Linked DNA regions of Mus musculus: regions 2 and 3 are each linked to region 1. A link is a contact called in public HiChIP or PLAC-seq and promoter capture Hi-C data. All regions are on one chromosome and are shown on one strand. The core of a region is the stretch at or near the end of the contact, and the rest is flanking DNA. Distances in the headings are between cores, read along the strand shown. Region 1 holds the start of Sh2b1 (SH2B adaptor protein 1). Region 2 holds the start of Fbxl19 (F-box and leucine-rich repeat protein 19). Region 3 holds the start of Zfp629 (zinc finger protein 629).

Region 1 (3,707 bases), core at 699-3,198:
CTCCTCAGAGAGCAACAGGCGAAGAGAACTAAACTGTTTTGCCCTCTTCAAGATCAATAACCCTCATATACCCCAGGGATGAAGGATGCTAAGCCCAATCCTGCTGCCTTTGTCACCCCTCTCCCTGTTGTGGGACCCAGGAAAGGGCCTTGGAGCATCTTACCCCACAGGGGACTCTTAAGATCACTGCCATCCCTTCTCTAAGACAAAACCTTCCCTAACTATCACACATTTTAAGTGTGCCATTCCAGAGGGCTCTACAAGGTCATTTTACCTTTCCTTAGACAACTTACTAACCTCTTACAGATGAGGAAACGGAGATTCAAACAGAGATTCAAACAAGTTCCAGAACTCAGAGTCTACCGCATTTCCCACTGCACAGTTCTAGTCTCCAGGGATATGCTGGACCAGCCTCGACCACAGCTCCCACTGCTCTGTTCTCAGGGGACCAAAGGGTGCAGGGATTACACCCTTTAAAGACCTTGCATCATAGGTCCAATGAGTGGAAGTTGGACTGAAGGCTCAGTTGTCTTCGAAGCTGATCCTATAACCCAGCACTTAAGCCCTGTGGGAAGACTTGGATTGGCTGAAGGCCAATCTCTGGGTTGCCCCTACAGTCTAGGGCTGAGTGATAGCAGCGCTAGAGAAAAAGAGATGGTGTGTTGGGTCAGGACAAGTCTTTACTAGCCACAGAAGTAAGGCATCGCACGGAGCCGGGGCTCAGGAATTTTCACTCCCTGGGGAGTGTACCTGTGAGTTTTGGACTCAAGCCCCAGCTCAGTCCACCTGTTAGCTGTGTGAACCTAGCTTTTGTCTCTGTAAAACACAGTTACTAACCGCTACCTGCTACAGTTGTCAGGAGAAATGAAATGACAAGGAACATGTCTATGCTTTCCACAGTAAGCACACAAGACATCACTGCCACTGTAACTATTTTTTATGGGGGAGGACAGTATGATGGGTCCCATTTGCGCTCCAGAAAGGAAGCGCTTCTGCGGGTGCCCCAACTCTTACATCACAGCTAGAAAGTGACAGAGCTCCATATGTAATTTACAACCGGTGGCTCTTTGGTGAGTGGTCCTGCCCTATGATCGACTGAAAGGAGACACCTCTGGACGGCTCAGGAAAGTCTACCCAAACTATCAGTGATGCCAGCCTCTTCATCAAGCCTACAACCAAGCTGCAAGTCAGAGACCCCCCCCCCCTCCCCTTCCTCCTTGGCCTTTCCTACATACTCCGATGGCTCCAACCACAGGGACAACTCCAAACCAGGGAGAAGCAGCCAGGAGATGCGGGAGTCACAGAGCACAGGGGAATCGGGGCCAAGAGGCGCAGGCACGGCAGAGACAGTCCCCAGCCAGAGGCTACCTCGGCTCACACAGGCCCACCCAGCCCTCAGCACTACTGGCCGACCCAGCCCCCTTCAGGCCCGCTGACCCTGCGGTTCCTGGACTGGTGACTCAGTTTCTCTTCTGCCAAGACGGCTCAGTCACAGTTTTCCGGTGCACCTGCCTCTTGGCTTAGTTCTGACATTCCAGAAGGGCGGGTGGTGGAGGGTGCAGGCTGCGCTCCAGGTTCGGACCCTCCGGGCCCCGTGGTTAATCACTCGGACCCGATCCTAGTCGTTGGACACCCTCCACAAGCCCCTGGGCCGGAGCCTCCGAGGGACCAACTATCTGCTGCCCTCTCGGGAGCCGAGCACCCCTCCAGCCCCGAGCCCCCACGCCCACCCCCGCCCAGGCTTCTCAGACGACAGGGTCGAGTCCGGAGAGGAAAGAGGCACTTGAAGAGGGGGGTTCCGGTTCCGGTCCCACCTGCATCTCGGTCCCCGCGCTTAGCTCCGGCGGCGGCAGCGGCGGCGGCGGCGACGGCCGCAGCTCCCGCTCCCTGTGCCCCCCGCCTCCGCGACGGGCTCCCAGCACGCGCTTCTGCGCAGGCGCTGGGACGGGTTCCCCGACGCGGAAGGAAGCGACCATAGAGAAGAGCAGTAAGAAGGAGGGCACCTTCGTATTCACTTCCGCCATCGTTCTCGGCGCCGAGGTTTTCAGGAGCTACGCCAACACAGGTCTCACTAAGCTCCCGTGGCTTCGGCAGTTGTACCTAAAAGGAACCACTGAGGCAGCTGTGGGAAGGCGTTGGGTCCGTCATCCGAAGCAAATTCTAGACAAAGGCGAGAAGTTAACCATAGAGAAGCCACTTGAGCGGAGAGAGTAGCCGCCCACTAAAAGAAATCAGCGAGATGATAAAGCTCTTTGAAGAGCTGGCTGCAGCCTAGAGCGCCTGGCCCTGCATCGAGGGGTACACGGACACCGCCCCCAGGGATCTGGCGAGCGATGTAGCGGTGACCTTGGGAGGCCGAGTGGAGTGGGCGGAGCCTGAACTTAACGACCTTGGTCTTTTAGGGGAAAGGGACAAGGTGGTCCTGGAGGGCTCTACCTTAGACGGGAACTAAAGTTGGGACAGCAATAGTGAGGTCAGTTTTGGACATGCTTGCGGGTCATCAGTAGGTACATAGAGATAGAGCTTGAAGTTCAAGAGAGGCTTCAGGGCAAGTTAGAGGGATGACGAAGTAAGGTACAAAGTGCTGTTGAGACCTTGCGCACAAATACCTTCTAGCAACCCAAGCTCGCATTGATCCAGCGTCACTACAGCTGAAGTAATTGAAAAGGCCAGAGTAGATTGGGATCATTGACAGGGCCCAAAAGATTATGTCTATAGCTTGTCATCTGTGATTGTACTCTACTCGTGCGGTCGGTCGCTTTCACCCACAGAGGGGCTCTAGTCTTCTTGGTGTGGCAAGATGGTTTTCCATAGATTCAAATTTAAATCCTAATAGTTAAGCAACTCAGTGTAAGGAGTATCACTCTTTCTAAGATCATCAATAAAATTTTCAGAATTAGGCTAGTGAGATGCCTTTTCAGTAAAAGTGCTTGTGTTTTCTATGCAAACCTGATTAGCCAGAATTCCCTCCCCATAACCCACTGTGGAAAGAGAAAGGATGTTGGAAAGTTGGCTTCTGACTTAGAACATGGCACACACACCACACATGTGTGATACCCCCCCCCCATCACATACACATAAACAAAGTGGTAATAAAATGTAAATAAGTCACACTGCTGGAAAGAGAGCTAAGTGATTAAAAGACTAGCAGCTCTTGCAGAGGCCCCGCAACCACATGGTGGTTCAGAACTGACTATAACTCCAGCTCCAGGGGATCTGATGCCTTATGACCTCAACAGGGACACGTACATACACGCAGGCAGGCAAAACGCACATATAAGATAAAATAATATTAATTTTGGAAAATTTAAGCCAGGCAGTAAGGAGCAATGCCTTTAATCCCAGCACTTTGGAGGCTGAGGCAGGTGGATATCTGAGTTCTAAGCCAGCCTGGTATATACAGCAAGTTCTAGGATGGCCAGGGATAAACAATGAAAACCATGTCTCAAAATTTAAAAAAAAAAAAATTAAAAATCTCCAAAGCCAACTAGCTGACTAGATCAAGTGCTATCCTGGAACCCAGAGGCAAGTGACCCAGAAGATGGATATAGATAAAGAACTTGTTGCACATAACGAACGTTTGTCTAGAGGTGCCATCTTGCCCCCATGGAGTTAGAAAATCTTAGAAAAAAACAGACAAGTTCTGGTGTACTCAGTCTTTTGTTTTTAAAAGATTTTTTAAAAATTATGTTCCATATCTGTGTGGT
Region 2 (3,707 bases), core at 685-3,184, 1.3 Mb after region 1:
CGGTGGAAAGGAGATTTTGTATATTCCAAGGTCGTCTTCCTTTGGTTCGCACCACGTGTAAGGTATTAATTTGCAAAGGTTTAAGATAGGAAGCATCGTGTGCGAGACGTCCAGTCTTTATAAGGAACAACAGCGTGGGTATACTTTTCGGAGAGAACCACGCCTCCCTTGTCGCGACAATATTGGTTATGGTTTGCGTTCTTTTAAAATATGAAATCTTCACGATCCGAAAAGGCGGACATTCTATATTCCCAGGTCACTCCGATGTTTCTCTCTCCCGCACTGATTCCCACAGGTGACATCAATTCTCCGCCACTGGAGAATGAAAACTTGGGACTACATTTCCCTGCAAGCCCTTTAGAAAAGGAGGCCAAGAGCAAAGAGACTTTCCGTTTCCGTCCGCTAGCAATTTGGCGTGTTCACGGTGATACATATTTCAACAGTAGCGTCCTTTCTCTGTACAACTAAAGCAGAGACTACATAACCCACCAGGTACCGGCACCGAGGGGCAAGCGACTAGGTTGCCATCTCTGTAGTAGTCCTCTCCTACACATCCGCCGAGAATAGTATTAGCGGTTGGACTACAAATCCCATAGCATCATGTGCTCCTTCACCCTCCATCTTTGTGGTAGTCCCCGCCCCGCTCACTTCCATTGTCTCGACAGAAGATAAAGAGGGGAGCGAGGAAGACTACAATTCCCGTCTGGCTTTGCATCATCGAGTGCGGGATTTTGATAGTTCAGGCGGGCGAGGAGCTCCAAGTGGTAGAATGAAGCAGCCAGGAAAGGTTAGGTATCCTGCCATCTTTACGGTAGTCTCTTTATCCTCCCGGTTCTGGCATTCTTAAAGGAACATAGGAAGGCTAGAAAACTACTATTCCCATCCCACTTCATAAGATCGACTTATTAGGTGTACGCCCCTCGATCGCCATCTTGCTTGTAGTCCTCGTTTCTTTTCACCTTTCCATTGTTCCTGATGAGTAGAAATGGCAGCGGGAAGGCAGCAGCTGGACTGCGACTCCCGTCAGGTACCACACGCGCGGAGGGTTGTGGACCAGAGGGCGTGTGAGTGCCTGGAAAGGAGGTCGGGTCGGGGGAAAAGGCCATCTTGCTTGTAGTCATTCTTCCCGCTCCTTCTCTATGTCCTGCTACGGGGAGTCTCGGGTCAACTGGACTATAATTCCCGCCATGCTCGGCTTCCAGCGTGGCATCCTTCTCGCCATCGTATTTGTAGTACCGGCTGGCCCTTGTGTCCCACTTTTCCCACGATAGTGCTAGAATTTGGAGAACTACAACTCCCGTCGTGCTTTGCACGCGCTCGTCCTGGAAAGTAAAGGTGGTGAAGGAAGGAGGGAGAAGGGGGCGGGGTTCCTCTGGGAGAAGGAGGGAGTAAAAAGGAGGAGGAGGTGGGAAGAAGGGAGGGAAGAGGGAGGAGAGGAGGAAGGAGGAAGGAGCTGAGGAGGGATGAGAGCGGCGACCTGGGCCCAGGGCCGAAGCAGCGCGAGGCTAGGGGAGTAGGGGTGCTAAGACATCCCAACTGCCCCCACCCCCTTCCTGCCTCTGCCCCATCCTTTCCTTATACCCTCCCATTTTAGGAGTGGATTTATTCAAATTTTATTTAAATCTTTATATCTTGAGGGTCGCGCGTTTGAAGGGGGGAGGGCGGGGGCGCGTGCAGGCTGGGGGGGGCGGGGCCGGAGCAGCTTCCTTCACCCCCCTCTGCGCGCCCTGTCTCTGTAGGTCAGGGGGCCGCAGTACAGGGGCGGACCCAGGGGAGGGGGGCAGGTTGCAGCGACCCCCCCCTCCCCGGGAACCGGCGGTGGGCGGGGTTTGAACCCCGGAAACGGTGGGGGGCCCCTGGTCTTTCCCTGGACCCCTGGGCAGTTGGAGCTGGGAAGGGGCCAGTTAAGGGTCGGGGGCTTTGGGGAAAGGTGGGGGTGGGGAGCTGAGACTCATACCCGGGACTGAGTGGGGCCCGGGCAAAAGCTGAGCACCCTGCGCCCGAGGAGCCCCCGTTGGCCTGGGGGGGCTGAGGGACTGAGCCCCCCAGAGCAGGACCTCCCCCTGGAAGGGCCGCGCCGCAGCCCGTGGGAGGGCCTCGCCCCCGGCGCTCCCCATCTCCACTCGCTGCTGTCCCGGCCTCCGCCGGAGGGAGGGGCCGAGCGCCCTCGGGGGGCCGTGGACCCCGGCGTTCTGAGCGTTCAGCGCCCCGCGCCGCCCGGCCCCCCCGCCGCCGATGGCCGCCGACCCGCCGGGAGCTGCCGAGAAGGGAGAGATGGCTCCCGGGACACGTGTGAGGTGGGTTCATGCGGCTCCTCCTCACCCCCAGACCTGGGCAGCTCCCACTCCCATTCATCCTCAGCCTGGCCTCTCCCTTCCTTCCCCGCCCCCAGCCTCACCCTCCCTTTGCTCCAAACTCCTTCTCCAACCTTCTCTCCTATAACCTCCAACCCCAGGGAAGTGGCCTTCCTTCCCCGACCCTGCTGCCCCTTGCAGACCTCCCCCTCCACCCCGCCTCCAGTCGCCGCCCTCTAGGCCCCTCCCCCGGAGTGCTGGAGGGCCCCATACCCTGTGGATGGTCTGGAAGTCCTTGGAAAGGGAGAAGCCTGGGGGAAGCAGGTCTAAGACTGATTGGGAAGAGACCCCCCCAGGCTTGCTGAGTCCATGTGGGATTTCAGAGGATCTGGTTTCCAGGGGCAGGAGAGCCCCAGGGATTCCAGACAATTAGGGATGAAAAGCAGGCTGGTAAGATGTGAATGGGGGCGGGAAGACCTAAAGCCGAGCCCACCTTGAATTTTGTTGAGATGTTAGGGCAACTTGTAGAATCCTAGGGAGTCTGGGAGATTACCCAGATTGCCTGAGGGATCCTATTGGATAATTTGGAGCCCCCAAGGACTTGTGTGTGGGCTGAGAGGGGACACTAAGCATTTCAGGGGTGTCAGCCCGGGGAAGTGGAGAGCACACACTGGGTCACTAGAAATGGAGTGGGTCTGGCTAGAGTACCAAGGTTTGAAAGGTTTGGATGACTAAGTACCCACGTGAGAGAAGGGAGAGGGGAAAGAGTGTGGTGCATGCCCCTGGAATCTGGAGGTAAATCAGTGAGGGAATGGGGGGTGTGGGTAACAACAGGTATGAGTTGAAGCTCCCTCAGGTAATGCTACAGATCTGAAGCCTTTTCCAGGAACCTGGGCTTGGGATGTTAGAGGAGGGGCCTCAGTGTCCCTCCTTCCAGCAGGCGGGAGGTCTTGAGGGAGTGGCCCTCTGCTCAGGACACACACTAAAAGGCTGACCTTCTCTGAGGGTAGAAACAGAAGCTCTGCCCCCATCAGAGGTGTAGTGAGCTTGCGGCCAGGAGACTCTCAGGCCAGGCTTTGCAGGCCTCTCTGACCTTACCAACCATCTGCCTACAGCCCTCGGCGTTGCTGACGCCCCCAATGTCGTCGAGCAGCCGGGGACCGGGGGCCGGAGCGCGCCGACGCCGAACCCGCTGCCGTCGTTGCCGGGCCTGTGTGCGAACTGAGTGCGGGGACTGCCATTTCTGCCGAGACATGAAGAAGTTCGGGGGGCCCGGGCGCATGAAGCAGTCGTGCCTGCTTCGGCAGTGCACCGCGGTGAGTCTTGAGCCCCATGCCTGGGGTATGTGGAACCTCAGGCCTATTTGCCCAGAGCACCATCAGTAGTAGTACGGGGCCTGAGCATTCTCTGGGT
Region 3 (3,707 bases), core at 874-3,373, 1.1 Mb after region 1:
CTGCTAATTGAGAGCAATAAACTTTTCCCTTATGAGCCCCAGAGAGAACTGAGACTGACTCTTTTTAAGGGGTTAAAAAAAAAAGTTTCCCTGAAGGGACAACTACTCACAAAGAGTGGGGGCAGTTTGCCATTCTCCAAGCACAGAGGATAGCCTATGGGTGGGAAGGGGAGTCTGAAGTCAGGGGCTCCTACAGGAGACGAAGGCAAGGAAAAGGGGAGCCTGACTCGGTGGCATACTTGGGAGATGGAAACCAGAGGATCAGAAGGTCAAGGTCAAGGTCAGTCCCAGCTACCCGAGACCTTGTCTCAAACAAAATGAAGGAGAAAGGACAAGCAAGGAGGGGAGGGAAGCAAGTGTGTAGAGAGCATAGGTGACTACCAGGTGTCTTCTTCCTTTCACTGCCTTGAGAGACTTAAGAGTCATTTGTCCATTTTACAGATTAGTAAGTAGACACTGGGGGAAATGTCTCCAAGGCCCCAAGGCGGGAAGTAACAGGGCTAAGACCACAAATTCCGCGTTCTGTGTTTGGCTTGCCCTGTGGCATGGGTTGACCTTGACAGTCACATGAGACTCCTACTTGTGGTCTCCTGGCAGGAGAGGAGGAGAGCTCGGAAGCCCGAGAATGAGCCAGAAAAGTGCAGGGAAGCCCAGTTCCCTCGGCTGCAAAAGTCAGACCCAGTGAGGAGGTCTGAGAGGCTGCGTCTCTGAGCTCTAGGTACGGATGTCCCCAAAGCCACCCAGACACACACCTGGGGACCCATCCTTCTGCCTTATTCTTTTTGTTGATGCTTCATCACACACCTAGGACAAGTACCCAGTAAAAACTCTGCTGGAGGACTGAGTGAGCTGGACACCTCATGCTCCCAGAAAGCCAGCCTATCTTGTTCAGTGTCTTTTAAGATCAGTTTGCAGATCGATGTCAGAAAAGTGACATAAGTTCGTCAGAGTGAGCCCCCAGGGGAAGGAGTCATATCTGTCACTCAAAATCCCGGGGGTGATCCCCAGGAGAGAGAACAGGGCTGCAGGAGGGCGCTGACATCTAACGGAATCCCTGGAATAATCTACCCTCGGGGTGACAGTGTGCATAGGTACTTTGTGCACAGGGACAAAGAGGACAAAGCTCACCAAGAGGTAGCTGGGGTGTGAAGCAGGTGAAGCAATGGACAGCTGACCAACTGCTAATGCAGCCGAGAAGTGAGTTAGCCATCCCCTATCTCTAAGTGTTTTTAGGGAGAGATGGGGGCCCCCCGGAGAGGAGAAGGTTACCCTGCTGAGCTGACCGAGAACAGGTAGGAGCTTAGATACTTGGACAGAGAAACTTAAAACTCAAGGGCCTACCGTAGAAGGGAAAGAGTTAATAACCAGGCCACATGCAAGAAGTAGCAAAGACTGCGAGGCGACTACTACTGGGAACCAGCCCAGGCCCAAGAGCGCCAGCCTCCTGCCCCGGACGACCCCCAGAGGACCGAGGCGGGAAGGACTGCCGGAGACGGCTGCCTTCCCGCGGAGGTGCGCGCGGCCCAGGGTGACCCTGACCAGGAGGCAGCGGGACCGCCCTCGACGCCGCCCCCCGCACCCCGGCGGACCAAGACTTGAGCGCCTCCGGCCGGGAGCACCCACCCTGTCCCCGGCTCCCAAAGCCCAGGCGAGCCGCCGGCGTTCCCTCCCCGCCGCGGACGCCCAGGCTGCCCGGCTCCGGGAGAGCGGCGGCCGCCTCGCCGCCCCCGGCCGGACTCGCTCTCTGGGCGCGCGCGCCTCCCCTCCCCCACGGCGGTCCCCGCGCGGTTCTCACAATCCCCCGGCCGCCGTCCCCCGCCGCCCCGGGCCCGGCCTGCGCCCCTCGCCCGTCGCCGCCTCCTTGGCCCTATTGTTCCCCGGCGGCTGTCCCGGGCCTCCAGGCCACCCCGGGAACCCAGGCGGCCCCAACTCACGGCTCTGGGGTCTGGGAAAAGCCGAAAGGCAGAGGCCAGCCCCAGGGGACTTAACCCCTTAAGTGCCCTGCCTCGGGGGACGGGCTAGATGCCGGGAACTCTAGGGTCCTTCTCAAGGGGTGATTCCAGGCTGAGGACCCGGGGACCAGTTCAGGGTGACTGGGACGGAGCAGGAAGTGACCCCAGCTTCCCGGGCCCCTCTAGCCTGGAGTCAGAACATCAGCTCTATGGGATTTAACCCTTTGCCTCCCACAGCCTGGGAAAAAATGAGGGGGTGGGTATGGAAGCAAGGAGGTGGCTGATGACGCCCCTCTCCCAGTGTCTAGTGGAATCACGGAAGATCAGCTTTTGGGGGAGCTCAGAGGCCGGCGAAGGTCTTCGGATTTCTGGCCATTCTCTCCAAAGACTCTGCCAGCCGCTCAGTTAAGCTGATCTCAGATTCGGCCGCCGCGGGTCCCCTGAGACCCGCCTTTGTTTGGACTCACCCAGGACTGGGGCTGGTATGCCTGGGTTGGTGATTAGGAGGTGAAAGCAAAGGTTGGGTGGGCTGACCTAGCGGTAAGAGCAGAAGCTAATGGGCCAGGCAAGGCTACCCAGCGCTACGGACCCTCTTACCCACCTCTCACCCCCCCACCGGTGGTCAGGTCTCCCTGGAGGAAGAAACTGACAAGGTAGGCAAGCATTACCCCTTCCCAGCAGCTCGGTGGTAAGGTATGCAACTCACTGCAGGGCAATCCTTCCATAAACTTAGGGAGCAAGAAGTAGTGGTGAATTCCTGTAATTCCGTTGCTTGGGAGACAGAGGCAGGAGGACCTGAAGGTTCAAAATATTCGTGGCCCACATAGCTCCAGGCTACCTAGCGAGACCCTGTTTCTAAACAAGGAACCTCACAGGGCTCCCAAACTGTTCCTGCTTGTGTCTCATTTTCTCCCCACCACATCCTGAGAGAGGACTTAGAATCATCCCCATTTTACAAGGCAAATTAATCAAGACATGAGATGTGAGGTAAAGTTCGAGGCCACAGTTTTCAATGAACCCAGGTGTGAGGAGACCAGAGTTGAACAATTGAACATTCTACCCTCAAAAAGTTCCATAGTAGCTAAGCACACCACCTGTAATCTTCAGCCATTAGTAGGCTGAGGCAGGAGAATCAAGAGTTGGACTTCAGGATCAGCCTGGGATGCACAATAGGACTCGTTTCAAACCTTAAATAAATAAATAAATAAATAAATAAATAAATAAATAAATAAATAAATTCCAAGCCCTGTATGGGAGTGAATAGCTGTGACTCTAGCACTGCAAGCTGACACAGGAAAATCACCATGAATTAAGACCAACCTAGGTGAATATATACTGGCTGGGTCAAACCCCCCTCCCCCACACATGTAGCAGATGTATATAGCTCGGTCTTCATGTGAGTCCTCCACAGCTGGATCAGGGGTTGTCTCTACAGCTTTTGCCAGCCTGTGGATTTTGTTCCCCTAACTGGGCTGCCTTGTCTGGTCTCAGTGGGAGAGGATGCATCTAGCTATGTTTGATGTGCCAGGGTGAGGGAATAGAAACAGGGGAGGCTCCACCCTCTCAGAAGAGAAGGGAAGGGGGATAGGGGCAGGCCTGGGAAGAAGGGGGCAGCAATGGGGATATAAAGTGAATAAATAAATTAATGGGGGGAAAAGACCAACCTAGGCTACACAGTGAGGCTACATGTTAAAACACCAATAAATAAATATTGACTTATAATAATGAATAACGTTCAAAATTTAAAGACTGCTA

The links. HiChIP or PLAC-seq counts read pairs in DNA pulled down with a chosen protein or histone mark. Capture Hi-C pulls out chosen DNA fragments and counts their contacts.
Region 2: a contact with region 1 is called in a promoter capture Hi-C map of adipose tissue, with 2.5 times the contacts expected there. The contact joins the promoter of Fbxl19 here to the promoter of Sh2b1 in region 1. A contact is called at or near these places in 2 of 39 promoter capture datasets (embryonic stem cells and liver), 2 of 484 Hi-C or Micro-C datasets (CD8 T cells and uterus), 2 of 115 datasets of contacts at active chromatin or transcription factors (astrocytes and embryonic forebrain) and 2 of 9 other capture datasets (adipose tissue and liver).
Region 3: a contact with region 1 is called in an H3K4me3 HiChIP or PLAC-seq map of embryonic hindbrain, with 4 times the contacts expected there. The contact joins the promoter of Zfp629 here to the promoter of Sh2b1 in region 1. A contact is called at or near these places in 1 of 39 promoter capture datasets (liver) and 1 of 115 datasets of contacts at active chromatin or transcription factors (embryonic hindbrain).

What each region holds. Positions count from the first base shown.
Region 1 is chr7:126,473,182-126,476,888 of GRCm38.p6, forward strand. Sh2b1 (SH2B adaptor protein 1) reads right to left here and starts at 1,949. Exons shown (of 9, transcript NM_001289541.1): 1 at 1,815-1,949.
Region 2 is chr7:127,744,841-127,748,547 of GRCm38.p6, forward strand. Fbxl19 (F-box and leucine-rich repeat protein 19) reads left to right here and starts at 1,935. Exons shown (of 11, transcript NM_172748.2): 1 at 1,935-2,297; 2 at 3,410-3,610. The coding sequence starts at 3,434.
Region 3 is chr7:127,613,149-127,616,855 of GRCm38.p6, forward strand. It overlaps Zfp629 (zinc finger protein 629), which reads right to left and starts at 2,124. Exons shown (of 3, transcript NM_001362196.1): 1 at 1,935-2,124.